Regions from separate parts of the Zea mays genome. Here all the other regions are linked to region 1. Evidence: chromatin contacts called from public Hi-C data. All regions are on one chromosome and are shown on one strand. Each heading gives the region's core, a stretch centred on a gene start, on an enhancer-like site or on the middle of the called end of the contact. The rest is flanking DNA. Distances are from core to core; before and after follow the strand shown.

The links. Hi-C and Micro-C count contacts between places; a contact is called where the count stands out from the background.
Region 2: a Hi-C map of leaf mesophyll shows a contact between it and region 1, with 2.0 times the contacts expected there. The contact joins the promoter of LOC100284321 here to the promoter of LOC100501416 in region 1. A contact is called at or near these places in 2 of 25 Hi-C or Micro-C datasets (leaf and leaf mesophyll).
Region 3: a Hi-C map of leaf shows a contact between it and region 1, with 4 times the contacts expected there. The contact joins the promoter of LOC100277054 here to the promoter of LOC100501416 in region 1. A contact is called at or near these places in 2 of 25 Hi-C or Micro-C datasets (bundle sheath and leaf).
Region 4: a Hi-C map of ear shows a contact between it and region 1, with 5 times the contacts expected there. The contact joins the promoter of LOC100285101 here to the promoter of LOC100501416 in region 1. A contact is called at or near these places in 3 of 25 Hi-C or Micro-C datasets (ear, leaf and tassel) and 1 of 3 datasets of contacts at active chromatin or transcription factors (leaf).

What each region holds. Positions count from the first base shown.
Region 1 is chr9:133,464,706-133,467,498 of Zm-B73-REFERENCE-NAM-5.0, forward strand. It overlaps LOC100501416, which reads right to left and starts at 1,453. Exons shown (of 8, transcript NR_156725.1): 1 at 638-1,453; 2 at 467-535; 3 at 289-371.
Region 2 is chr9:133,686,074-133,688,866 of Zm-B73-REFERENCE-NAM-5.0, forward strand. It overlaps LOC100284321, which reads right to left and starts at 1,354. Exons shown (of 10, transcript NM_001157216.2): 1 at 739-1,354; 2 at 564-657. The coding sequence starts at 887.
Region 3 is chr9:133,667,078-133,669,870 of Zm-B73-REFERENCE-NAM-5.0, forward strand. LOC100277054 (P-loop containing nucleoside triphosphate hydrolase superfamily protein) reads left to right here and starts at 1,383. Exons shown (of 7, transcript NM_001150722.2): 1 at 1,383-1,607; 2 at 2,615-2,793.
Region 4 is chr9:133,316,850-133,319,642 of Zm-B73-REFERENCE-NAM-5.0, forward strand. LOC100285101 (OB-fold nucleic acid binding domain containing protein) reads left to right here and starts at 1,390. Exons shown (of 2, transcript NM_001157996.2): 1 at 1,390-1,510; 2 at 1,839-2,534. The coding sequence starts at 1,840. The coding sequence ends at 2,337. LOC100282570 (peptidyl-prolyl isomerase PASTICCINO1) reads right to left here and starts at 1,183. Exons shown (of 20, transcript NM_001155478.2): 1 at 840-1,183; 2 at 581-665; 3 at 1-57. The coding sequence starts at 925.

The DNA.
Region 1 (2,793 bases), core at 203-2,702:
AGATTCAGATCAAGCATAACATCAAGCATGTGAATACAAGAAAGCTGCGTAAGAACAAACCAGTGCCTAAAATGATAGCCAGGTAATCTAAACAAAAACACTGCTGCATACATGACTCCAGTGGTACACTCAGATATGACTAGTACTAATAGCTCATGATTCATTAGTTCAGAATAAAAGACAGCAATAGCCGTAGATTAATGTTGGTCGCAGGGATGGATAGTACGTGAAGCACTTTTGTATAAACAAATAGACATTTTTGGGCAAGGAAAAGCACAAGTAGCTTACTCAATGAGCGATCGGACGAGTTGCCGAATCTGTTTCGAGCCATGCTTTCGCAACGGTCTCACGTCCATTCCAATCCCAGTAGCCTATACAAGTGATTCGAGATATATGAAGGACGGCACATAGAAGAGTTCATCAAGCAAGCACATGCAGCGGTAGGTTCACTCTCATCACGGCTCACCCTGATGGCGTCCACCGTGAATTCCAGCTGCCCCAGCCTCCCCAGAAGCTCTAGCAACTCGGCCTCCGACTGCAGGACAGTTGAACCCACAACAAAATCGATCAGACAGAAGCGGTTGATGCCAACACCAACAAATCAGGAACAGAATCAACAAACAAACAATGGGCGAACCTTGTCTTGGGCATTGGAGAGAGCCGCCTTGATACGGAACGCCTCGGCGACCACGTCGTCATCGCTGTTGGTCAGCGGCGCGCCGCCGCCGTCGTTGTTGACGACCTCGGCGCGGTCCGAGCTGCAGAGGCTGGGCACGCTGGCGGCGCCCTCGGGAAGGAGGAGCGCCGGCTGGCCCGGGGTGGACTGCCCCGGCGCCTCCTGTGTTGCAGGAAGCGCGACAATCGCGGTGTAGAGGCGCTCGGCGATGGCGTCGCGGCGCGCGCGGAGGGCGTCGGGGTGGTCGGCGGCGGCTACTCGGATGGCGGCGTCGATGGCGTCAAAGATGCTAGCCCGCGCGCCGCTGAAGAAGCACCGCCAGTAGTCCAGCGACGCCAGCGGCTGCGGCGGCGCTGCCATCCGAGCCAAGATCGGCCGCCGCCGAAGGCTCTCTCCTTTTTTTTGAAGAAAGATTATTGCAGCCAATCAAGGTTGGTTATATTTTTCTTGTTAATCTTGGCAGTTTAATTGCAGGCGTTTTTCTTGATCTCGCGGATCCAGGCCGAATCCAAATGGAACCCCCGTGAGGAATTAGTGTTGGAATGGAACCGGCGGACGATCCCGTCAATAAAAGGGAAGAAAGAAGGGAGAGGGGAGAAGGCGCGGCTTCTTTTCCTTGGGCAGCGCGATCTGTGTCTCTCTTTGGAAATGGCGCCGCTGTATCTGTCCGTCGACGCCAAAGCTGGGGGCCTGGTCGCCTGGAGGAGGCAGAGGCGGGGAGCTGGCGGTGGTGACTGGTGGTGAGGGAGACGATGGGGGGCGATAGGGACGGGGTTGGGTGGGCCGAGCAAAGCACGGCCGAGTGCTACGAGGATAGCGACGGCGGCCGCGATTGGAATGCATAACGCGAATGCGAATGCGAATGGAATGGATGCCGCAATCCAATCCAGTCCGGATTCCGGTGGATTTGCTCCACGATGCGGATTCGACGGGGACGAGAAAAAGGAAATTATGGGGGGAGTCATCGACTCGTTATTTTTTTTTTCTTTTTAGAAACATCGACTCGCGCTAGTTGCGCTGCTTGTCCTGGGAGTCTTCGGTGAATGGGCCGTTCGACGTTCTGGGCCCAGCTAATTTTGATTACGAAAGATATGATGTATAACTAAAAGCTCACATGATACTTGGGCCGACAGTAGATTTGTTGGATCTCGGTCGTTATTTTGTCAACCCAGGGCAGCTCGACGCGGTGGGTGGGCCGGTGGGCGGGCCACGCGAAAAATGAACTAGCCGCTGCGCTATATGCGAAGTTTGGCGTGCCAGTCCACTGTCCACCGTTAAAATATCTTTAGTAGCATGTAATCATCACCCTGATCATGTAATATCTTTTTTTCCTCTCTGCTCATATCTCCCCCCATCCCCAACATACATGTAACTGAACTGAACCTTATTTCTCTGAAATCTAGAATCGATCCCGTCAGGTGGGGGCTGTTGGTCCCCCGTTGCACTGTCATAAAAGAAAAACAAAAACAAAAACAAAAACGCAATCAGTGAGAGTATATTGCACCGTACGTGTCCTCGTGTCGATCACATACGCACTTCTCTAATGAGTGCCTGGAGACCCTTGTAGCTTATATATCAGCAGTCCTGTTCCAGAGTCGCTTGCATGCACGTACTTCCCTGATTTTTATATGGTGAGAAGCGCTGATTGTGTCCTGAAACCGGAACGTGCTCTGTCTTCACTCTTCAGAGAGAGAGAGAGAGAGATTGGATTGAACCAGAGTCTCGAGAGGCAGGAAACTCATCGTTCTGTCTGGGCCACGCCATGCCGCGTGCGCTGCATCTGTGTGCATGTCTGTATCCATAGAGGGAATTCCTGCAAATTAATGCTAGGTTGTACGGCGGTGACGGATCACAGTCCAAATGCCCAGTTTGTTTGATTCCTTAACTAGTTTTAGTTAAAAATAAAAAAATAGTCTGATCTCAATATAATCCAACCATTAAATTTTATAGCGTAGAATTTAGATTCTATTATCATCCCTGTCTTAAATGCTGGTTGGACGAGATCTATCGGGCGATGGGTACCGACATACTGTACACTGTACACAAAGCAGCCGGCAGTTTCCTGTATGCATGGTACGTATAACCACCGTTTGCTTTGAATAGGCAGTAGTAGGTAC
Region 2 (2,793 bases), core at 104-2,603, 220 kb after region 1:
ACAGTGTCTTAGTATATTTTGCTAATGAAGATTTAGATCCCCCCCCCCCCCCCCGACATTCCCTAAACCATGTATATTCTAACCTAAGATTCGCCACTGCTTTCACTTAGCACAAGCACAAAGCCTTTATTAATTTCATAGAATCCGAAGAACATAAACCACTCCCTTAATCAGCAGCTTTTGGTTGCATGTTTACTGTATAGCAGGTTTACCAAATGTAGGATATTTATAATAATGGGCAACCAAATAAGAAACCCAAGCCCTAACATACTTGATCGTCCACATTCTGGTCCTTGAAAAAACTCCTCGTTTGCAGAGTCAAGTAGTCAACCGAGCATTGGAGCTACCAACCGAGAACCCACCATCAATCCCCTAGCTATCGATCAATGCCGCTATCTCAAGCAACAACTAACAGCCATTCAGCATCAAGCGGTATTCCAATACTCAAAACAGACAACTTAACCTTCCATCACAACTACATCATATTTCGACATAAACAGTTATCCCCAACATTGATAATTCAAGACACGTTGGCAATTCAAGTACGGATGAATGGCATGTACCTGCAATATCGGGTTGGGTCGGTCGCAGCAGTATCCCTCGACACCGAGGACGAGATCCCTAGCCCCAGTGCCGCACACAGACTGCACAAACCGCCTGCAGGAACAATTCCCTCACTCACTAAGCAGGAGCAGGAGTGAAAGGAAGGATAGGGGGAAGGGAGGCGCTAGAACGTACAGGAGGTAGTGGTAGGCCCCAAAGGTGAGGAAGTGGTTGATGCTCTGGATGAAGGTGCCCTCGAAGATGGGCCATTGCCCGCAGAGGAACGACACCACCACCAGCGCCGTCACTGACCCGTGCACCAGCAGCAGCCACGGCACCTCCATCCCGGCAGGGATCCCCACGCCTTTGCCGGGGGACCGCTGCCGCCGCCGGCAAATCTGATCGATCCAGTCAAAGGAAAACCGCAGCCGGACGGAGAAAACAAACAAGCAACCTCCTCTGTTTAGCCGCCAACCTGGTCGATCCAGTCAAACGCGCTTCACGCCACCGCTGCGGGTGGGTCCCCCTGCACCTGACTCGCCTCGCTAGACACTTCTTCGCCGCCGGCCCGCTCGACAGACCCTTGACTTGCCGCCGCTCGACTGACTGCTAGTGCTAGGGTTAGGGTTGGGAAGGAGGCGTGCCGACGAGGACTGGAGCAAGGCGTGGAGGATCGTGCGCGGCGGCGAGTGGCTCAAACGCTGGTCGTAGCGGCGCCGATGGGGGAGAACGAGTAGGGTGTTCGGGAGGAGAAATTTGTATTTTTGACACCCTAAATAACTGGCTTTGCACAATTGACATTCTAATTTCTAAAGATTAAATTCGTAAATCTGACACGCACTTTTTAATAGTTTTTTTATTTTCCCATTTTCTGAGATATGGAAGGAATAAATATAATATACCATTTCTCGTATTTAACGTACTAATAAAGCCACCGCTGCGGCAAATTGAGAATGTGGTACTCTTTTAATAAGTGAAAGAGCACATCTGCGGCAAATTTATAAACAAGAAAGGATATATTAGTCCTTTTATATTTTAGAAAATAGAAAAAAGAAAAGAAAACTATTAAAAGATAAAATGACAAATAAATCAAAGTGACAATGATGTGGGTATCAAATTTACGAAATTAATTTTAGAGTGTCAATTGTGCAAAATCACTTACTTAAGGTGTCAAAAATACAAATTCCTCATTAGAGAATGGAGACACTTCAATTGTCGGACTGGGCTTTTATCTAGGGACTAGGTAAGTGTCCGTGTTTTGCCACGATGTTTAAAAGTTAACGATAAACATCACTATGATATGCACGGCTATCTTCCTAGGTCCTAGCACACGAGCGCAATGGCGTCCACCACCACCATCTTCCTCGTTGTCTTCCTGCTCATTGCAGCGTCCGCAACACGACGTGGTCCTGCTCACCTCGCGAGCTGCACGCGCTGCTGAACATGAAGCATGTGCTACCCAACTACTGCGCGTGGGACCACTTTTGGTGCAACGACGTCGGGCCAGCGTGTAAACATCGTCTTCATTGACGGCGCGGACGACGTGCATGGCCAGATCCCGTCCACGATGGGCGGGCTCACGGAGCTCATGTCGCTAACCCTATGACCGCATCTATCCCAAATCCATTTTCATCATTGTACACCATTATGTGAGGTTAGAGAATTATTCCTTTTTGTTTAAGAAAGATCATGTATATGATGAAACCAGTACCTAGACGAAAGAAGGCAAATATATTAGATGTAATTGCACAATGTCATGAAAGTAGGATATGTGAACCCAGGATATCTTAACCCTGGATTAAAAATGTTGAATATGATACTTTACATGTTCTGGTAAATCAAACACACATTTATGTATTTTTAGATTATGAAGAAACTTTGAAATGTTTGATCTCTGTTCATGCACATACTTTTGGTTGGTACCTTCTCTAGTTATGTGCTCATGTGTTACGACGTCATCCAAATTATTCAATAAATGTTAGTGCACAAAGATTACATGAAAACGAACAACATATATATCATCAACCCCAATATCTCACAAATTTACACTAATAACATGAAATGTGTGCGCAATTCAAATAATGATAATTTGTTTTCTAACATGCTTGTTTACGGACATCTTCATTTGGTGAAGTGAGAAGCTTCACCAGGATGGGAGGCACCAATATTTACAACCGACAATGGTGTCCTCTGCAGAGACAACCATGCTGCCTCATATTGCGGCCACAATAAAACCAGAAAAGAAAAAGG
Region 3 (2,793 bases), core at 133-2,632, 200 kb after region 1:
GAGACTAGTAATTGTATCACATTTGAGTCCCAGAGGATTAGTGCGCTTCAAACACCTATTCAAAATGTCTTCTAACCCTTTGTCTTCTATCATTTCCATGCGTGCTAACTCCAATATCTCTCTCACACTTTTATATATGAGTACCTTATTTTCAATTATATATAAGATGGAGTTTCATGACTTAACTTGGTCCAATGGATATATATGGAATTAATTCACCTAGTGGCATCTTAATTAAGTAATCATACTAGACTTTTAGTTTCTCTCTTTATAGTATGACTACTTATTCTAAATCTAATCAAGCACCCTATTACGTCTTGATTGACAAAATAAAATACCGTACCTTATACATGTGTACCTTGTGTTCTTGTATTTTATTGTTCTTCTTCCTCTTTTTTCATGTTGAACAATTGGTCATTTTTTTGTGGCCATCACTATCCTTACCATGGATGTTATTCTTACGTAATATCTCATTCATAATATTTAGAGTAGATGTTAGTCCATATATAAGTTGTATCAATCACCAAAAACTATGGTCGGAGCTTTTAGTTTCCTATGTATATGGCCACCAATAGAATGTGGCTCAGCTAGTTCCAGTGGGAGAGAGTGAAGCAACATTTATATATAGCAGTTCTATTACAGATGAGTATTTTATTAAACCACCATTATAATAAATCCAAGGCACATGTGGTTAGGGGTGTTAATATGTTGTAGATTTTACACTACAAACTTTAAGTATCGAATCGGATTAGAATCAGACCCTATTCAGTAAAGACAGACGCTATTATAAAGTGTATTTAACTGGTGAGTAGTCGCTATTATAAAGTGTATTTAACTGGTGATTAGTTTAAGTAGCCGTCGGTGCAAAATGCATGTCACCGGTTTTAATAAGGAAACGGTAGAGAGTATTAGGTCAAACCGATCGGGTCCACTGCACGGGTTGGCGTTCTAGAGAACAACAAAATACATCAAATTAAAGTCCACGAGACAAGACATCGGTACACCGTAACGCGGTGTTTTAAAATTTAATTTCGTAAAGTTGTGATGGCTTCGTGGCTTATTAGTTGTGTAACGCGCGTACGGACGATTGGGACGGCGAAGATGGAAAAAAGGAAACAGCCACGACGAGGGAGGAAGCTGGAAGCGTTTCTTTGACTGGCCGGATGATCGAGGGCCTCCAATTCATACTTTGTCTGTGCGTGATGGGGATATATACGGTGGATGGCTGGCGCAGCGCAGTTCGGTGGCTCACGCCATGCAGCAGGTACATATGCATGCATGGCCATGGCGCAGGGCTTATTTGAGTTTATATTTCCATATGGAAAAGAAACCTGCATTATAAGCAAGCAAAGCGCAGACTTGCATAAGCAAACCCCAGCCGTCGCAGACTTGCATAAGCAAGCAAAGCGCAGGCCTCGCTCGGCCTCTCGCCAGTTCTTCCTCTCTTCTTCCCGCGACGTACGTCACACTGCAGCCTGCTTGCTACTCTTGATTTATCATCCCTCTTGGTGCCGAGCAGGCAGACGTAGCTGCTGCATCTCCTAGCTGCCTGCCTCCGTTGATTATCCGATCGACCTGTTCGACAACAACAAGTGAGGACGAACCAGGTACGACGTGGTGTTGTTGCTTTGCTTGCGGCTGCGGTCCAATGCAAGATTCAGAACGTTCTTCCATCTCTCATGTCATGTGCTCTTCTTCTTCCTCTGTGCGGGATTTGGGAATAATATAGTGATCTTCATGCTTCTTGCTCTTGAGTACGTGTGGGTGGCCAGCTCATGTGTTAGATTCTTTGGTGCTTAGAATCGACTCCTAAGTCCCTAAAATACCAATCTGTGTCTAAAATACTTCGATGATGAGTAGATCTATTCTACTGAGAGGTAAGGTAAACATATCATCGTTGTTGTTCCTAGCCATCATTACGACGGCGGCGTCTTGCAGTGTAGACCTGCCTCCTCCTCTTTCTCGATCTCCCTGCTGGTGTCGAGGAGATTGGTTCCCGTCGTTAATCGACGGTGGATCAGCTCCTCCAATGTTGCCTGCAGGAGGAATCTCATATCCCGATGGGATGACGGGGATCTGAGACATAGTCACAGCAATTCCAGTCACTCCGAGCACCTAGGGGATTGGTTCATCTCAAAGTGTCGATTAGAGTTTTGTGGTCGAGTGATTAGCGTTGGCTAAACCCGTTGGCCCCTTAATCTATTTATATGGTGTCGTGTGACCGGAGGCTGCAACCAATGGTTAGAATAGGCCCCTGATCAGAGGCGCGGTTAGACGATTAAGATTAACCCTACCTCGATTACTGTTAACCGGCTAGTGTAGAGGACCTAACATGATAATCTTCACTCCTGAGCCATCGTGCAGATTCTCTGACCCGGCTGGCAACATGCACTGCAGCCTTTTGCCAAATCTCAAACTTTCCCCCAACCAAAATTCTGGGCTTCTCACTGACCTTTATTATTCATTCATCCATCCATCCATTCATTCACTCATGCTGCTTCAGCCTGTCACGTACGGCCTCTTAAACGCTTGCTTGTGTAGTTGCAAAGACTTTGCAAGAAGCAACTGCTGCTTCTCATTTCCCACCAACAATGCTGTGCCTGTGCGTACGTAGGCGATCCAGGTGGGGCCCGGCCGGCAATCAGGTGAAAAGTTGAGCTGTGTTGTCAAGACAGACTGACAGAGACATCAGTTTCTCGCTCGCATCACATGCGTGCATTCTACGCGGGCAAGAAGGGCGATGAGAGCAGTCCGTCAGCTGATGTATTAGCAACCACAAGAGAGAGAGGGAAG
Region 4 (2,793 bases), core at 140-2,639, 150 kb before region 1:
TCTTGTAGAATTTACAACGATACCATCAATTGTCCGAGTAGTGCAATGAAGTATAACCTGCACAATTATTACAATGAGATATATTTAATCTGACCATCTAAAATTCCTCATGTCCACAGTAATAAAAACAGGACTGTGCAAAAGCCATTATGAGGGTCAGCAAAAAGTGCTGCCATCAACAGTGTAAAATGTGTAGTCCTGAAAAAAAAAGGAATATGTGCTATATGTAGTATGTATGAACAATCCAACACAAGAGTTTCATTTGACCATTAGGATAAGTTCTGTTAATGTGTATTTACAGGACACAATAGAAAATGTCAGTTAATGGATGATCTCGGCATTACACCAAAAACTTGTGCCACAAATAGGGTCATTCTATGTAAGAACCAATAGCCAATTACACAAATTGTTGGATGATTTACTCGATCAAGTACAACTAAAGTTCCAAACGTCCTTGCTCATCAATCAACATCAAACAGTGGTTCGGCTGCAGAGGGAAACACACGTTCCTGATTGTATGCACTTCCACAATTTCATTGCACGATATATGAAGGCAGAGAGGGCAGGCAGTCCTTTCAACCTGATCGCCCTCTGCAGGGGTGGCATCACCGCTCCCAGACCGTATAATGCCCTTCATTAAGCTCCCAGGTGTAAGCTTCTTCCTCCTGCAGTGCAACAGAAACATGGCGTGATCACAAGCAAGCAGCAGTAGTTCAACGAACGAAAGGAATGTCTGAATTGCAAAATTCTACAGCCGGATTAATAATGGAAACAAATACTAAGTCCCGCAATTCGACCCTGCATGCTTCGGAACCCCGAGGGGGCGAACTGGGACTGACCTCTTCTCGGCCTCCTCCTCCGCCGGTGACTTCTTCTTTACGGGCGGCGGGAGTTCCCCACCGCCGTCGCCGGCATCTTGGGCCATGGCCGAAGCTATAGCTTCCGGGCAGGTGCTCAACGGCCGCCGCGTCGGAACGGGGTAGGGAGAGAGGTAGGGCAAAGGAATACTTCGCTAATCAAGGCCGCTGTCCTGCGCGGGCGTAACTGCTGCTAATCAAGGCCGGGATGCGGAGCAGTTGCGGCAGTCGGTAGCAGCAGGCCAGCAGCCAGCACAGCGCCTTGGAGAGTTGGAGTTGGAAGAAGCGGGTGGTACGGGAATGGGATGGTGGACTCGCCGGTCCCCGCCTCTCCGGCGCCCGGCGGAGAGTCCAACGAAAGCATGTCGCTGGTACCTTCCTTTGACTTGGGCCTCGTGTTTCAATGGGCTGTGGCTCCATTGGGCTGCGAGCAGGCTGCCATATGCCCAGGCCGTTATCTCAGATGGGCCGTTGCACTTGCACGTCTCGCTCAGGCGCTCCTTATTAGCGGCCGCCAACTCGCCGGCGCTGCGTCCGCGTGCTGCGTCTTCACCAAGCTCCCGGTCGCCACCGCGCCTCTCGTGCGCGCGGCGGTCCGGCGTCGATGCTAAGCCCTTCCCGCTCCATCGCTTCCGCCTCTCGTGTAATTCTGAGTAAGGATTCATCCTTCGTTGGCTCTTCTCTGTCGGCAGTTTATTTTATGTTTTATGGGGCTATGGTGGTTCGGGGGGGATTTTGAACTGCACTTAGCTGTTCGAAGGAAGGGCCGACCGAATCAAACCGAAACCGCGTGGATTGATACAGGCCGATGGTAGCTATCTACTTTGGCATTCGATAGGAAATGGGAATCAGCAGTGCATATTGTTCCCTGTGATTTGGATGAGCAGTCATCAATGCAGGCGGTCTGTGTTCATCCTGTTTGTAAACAGCATCGGAGCTCCTGTGTGTAAGGCTGTAACATCTCTCTCCTGAAACTGGCAGAATGGACCAACCTCTCCATCTCGTGCACGTCAAGATTCTCGCCGCGGACCTTCTCTCCTTAACCGTACGGCACACCTCTCCGACGACGTTCCTCCGCTGCGGCCGTAGGGTTGCGCGTGCGGAGCTCGTCGGAGTCGTCGTCTCGCGTGACCGCAGGGAGAAGTTCCTCCGCTTCCTGGTCGACGACGGCACTGGGTGTGTGCCGTGCATCCTGTGGCTGAACCACCAGTACTTGAATGCTAGGACGTCCTCTGGGCCATCGTCAGACCATGATCCTACTGCAGAGATGGCGCTGAAAATGTCAGAGGAGGTGCGTCTAGGCACCCTCTTGAGGGTGCGAGGGAAGATCGCCTCGTATCGTGGTGCGATCCAGATTACTGTTAGAGATGTGGTTCCGGAGAAGGACCCGAATTCGGAGGTGCTGCATTGGTTGCAGTGTGTCCGCCTGGCCAAGGAGTGCTATGATCTGCCACCACGTTCTGCTCAAGGTCGCACTTGAATGGGGTTTACCATGTGTAGTTTGTACGAGTTTATCTATCTCTGCACTTGCTGGAGACAATCTCTTCTAAGGGGGGCTCTTAATTCTTTGCCATCTTTACGAAAACCACTTAATCACATGTTATTGATATGGTATTTTATATGCCACTCACCCCTGTAAAAGTGGCAAAATGTATTTAGTGTCTCTTCTTTTCCTACTAAAAAAATTATCCCATGCTCACGGGCTGCATAGGAAATGCTCAAGTATTAAAATCTATATGAAACGATATAGTGTTTTGTTTATGTAACCCATACGAAAACGCTGCTACCGCGCTTGTGTGCTCGCATGGAGCATGTAGGTTCTAGCATGGACGTGTAAGCAAGCATGCCGGGCAAATTATGCATGGACTTGAACGGAATTTGATCAAAACTATACATGTCAAAATACTTTGTCGCCAAACAGATGTTAGATTGTACA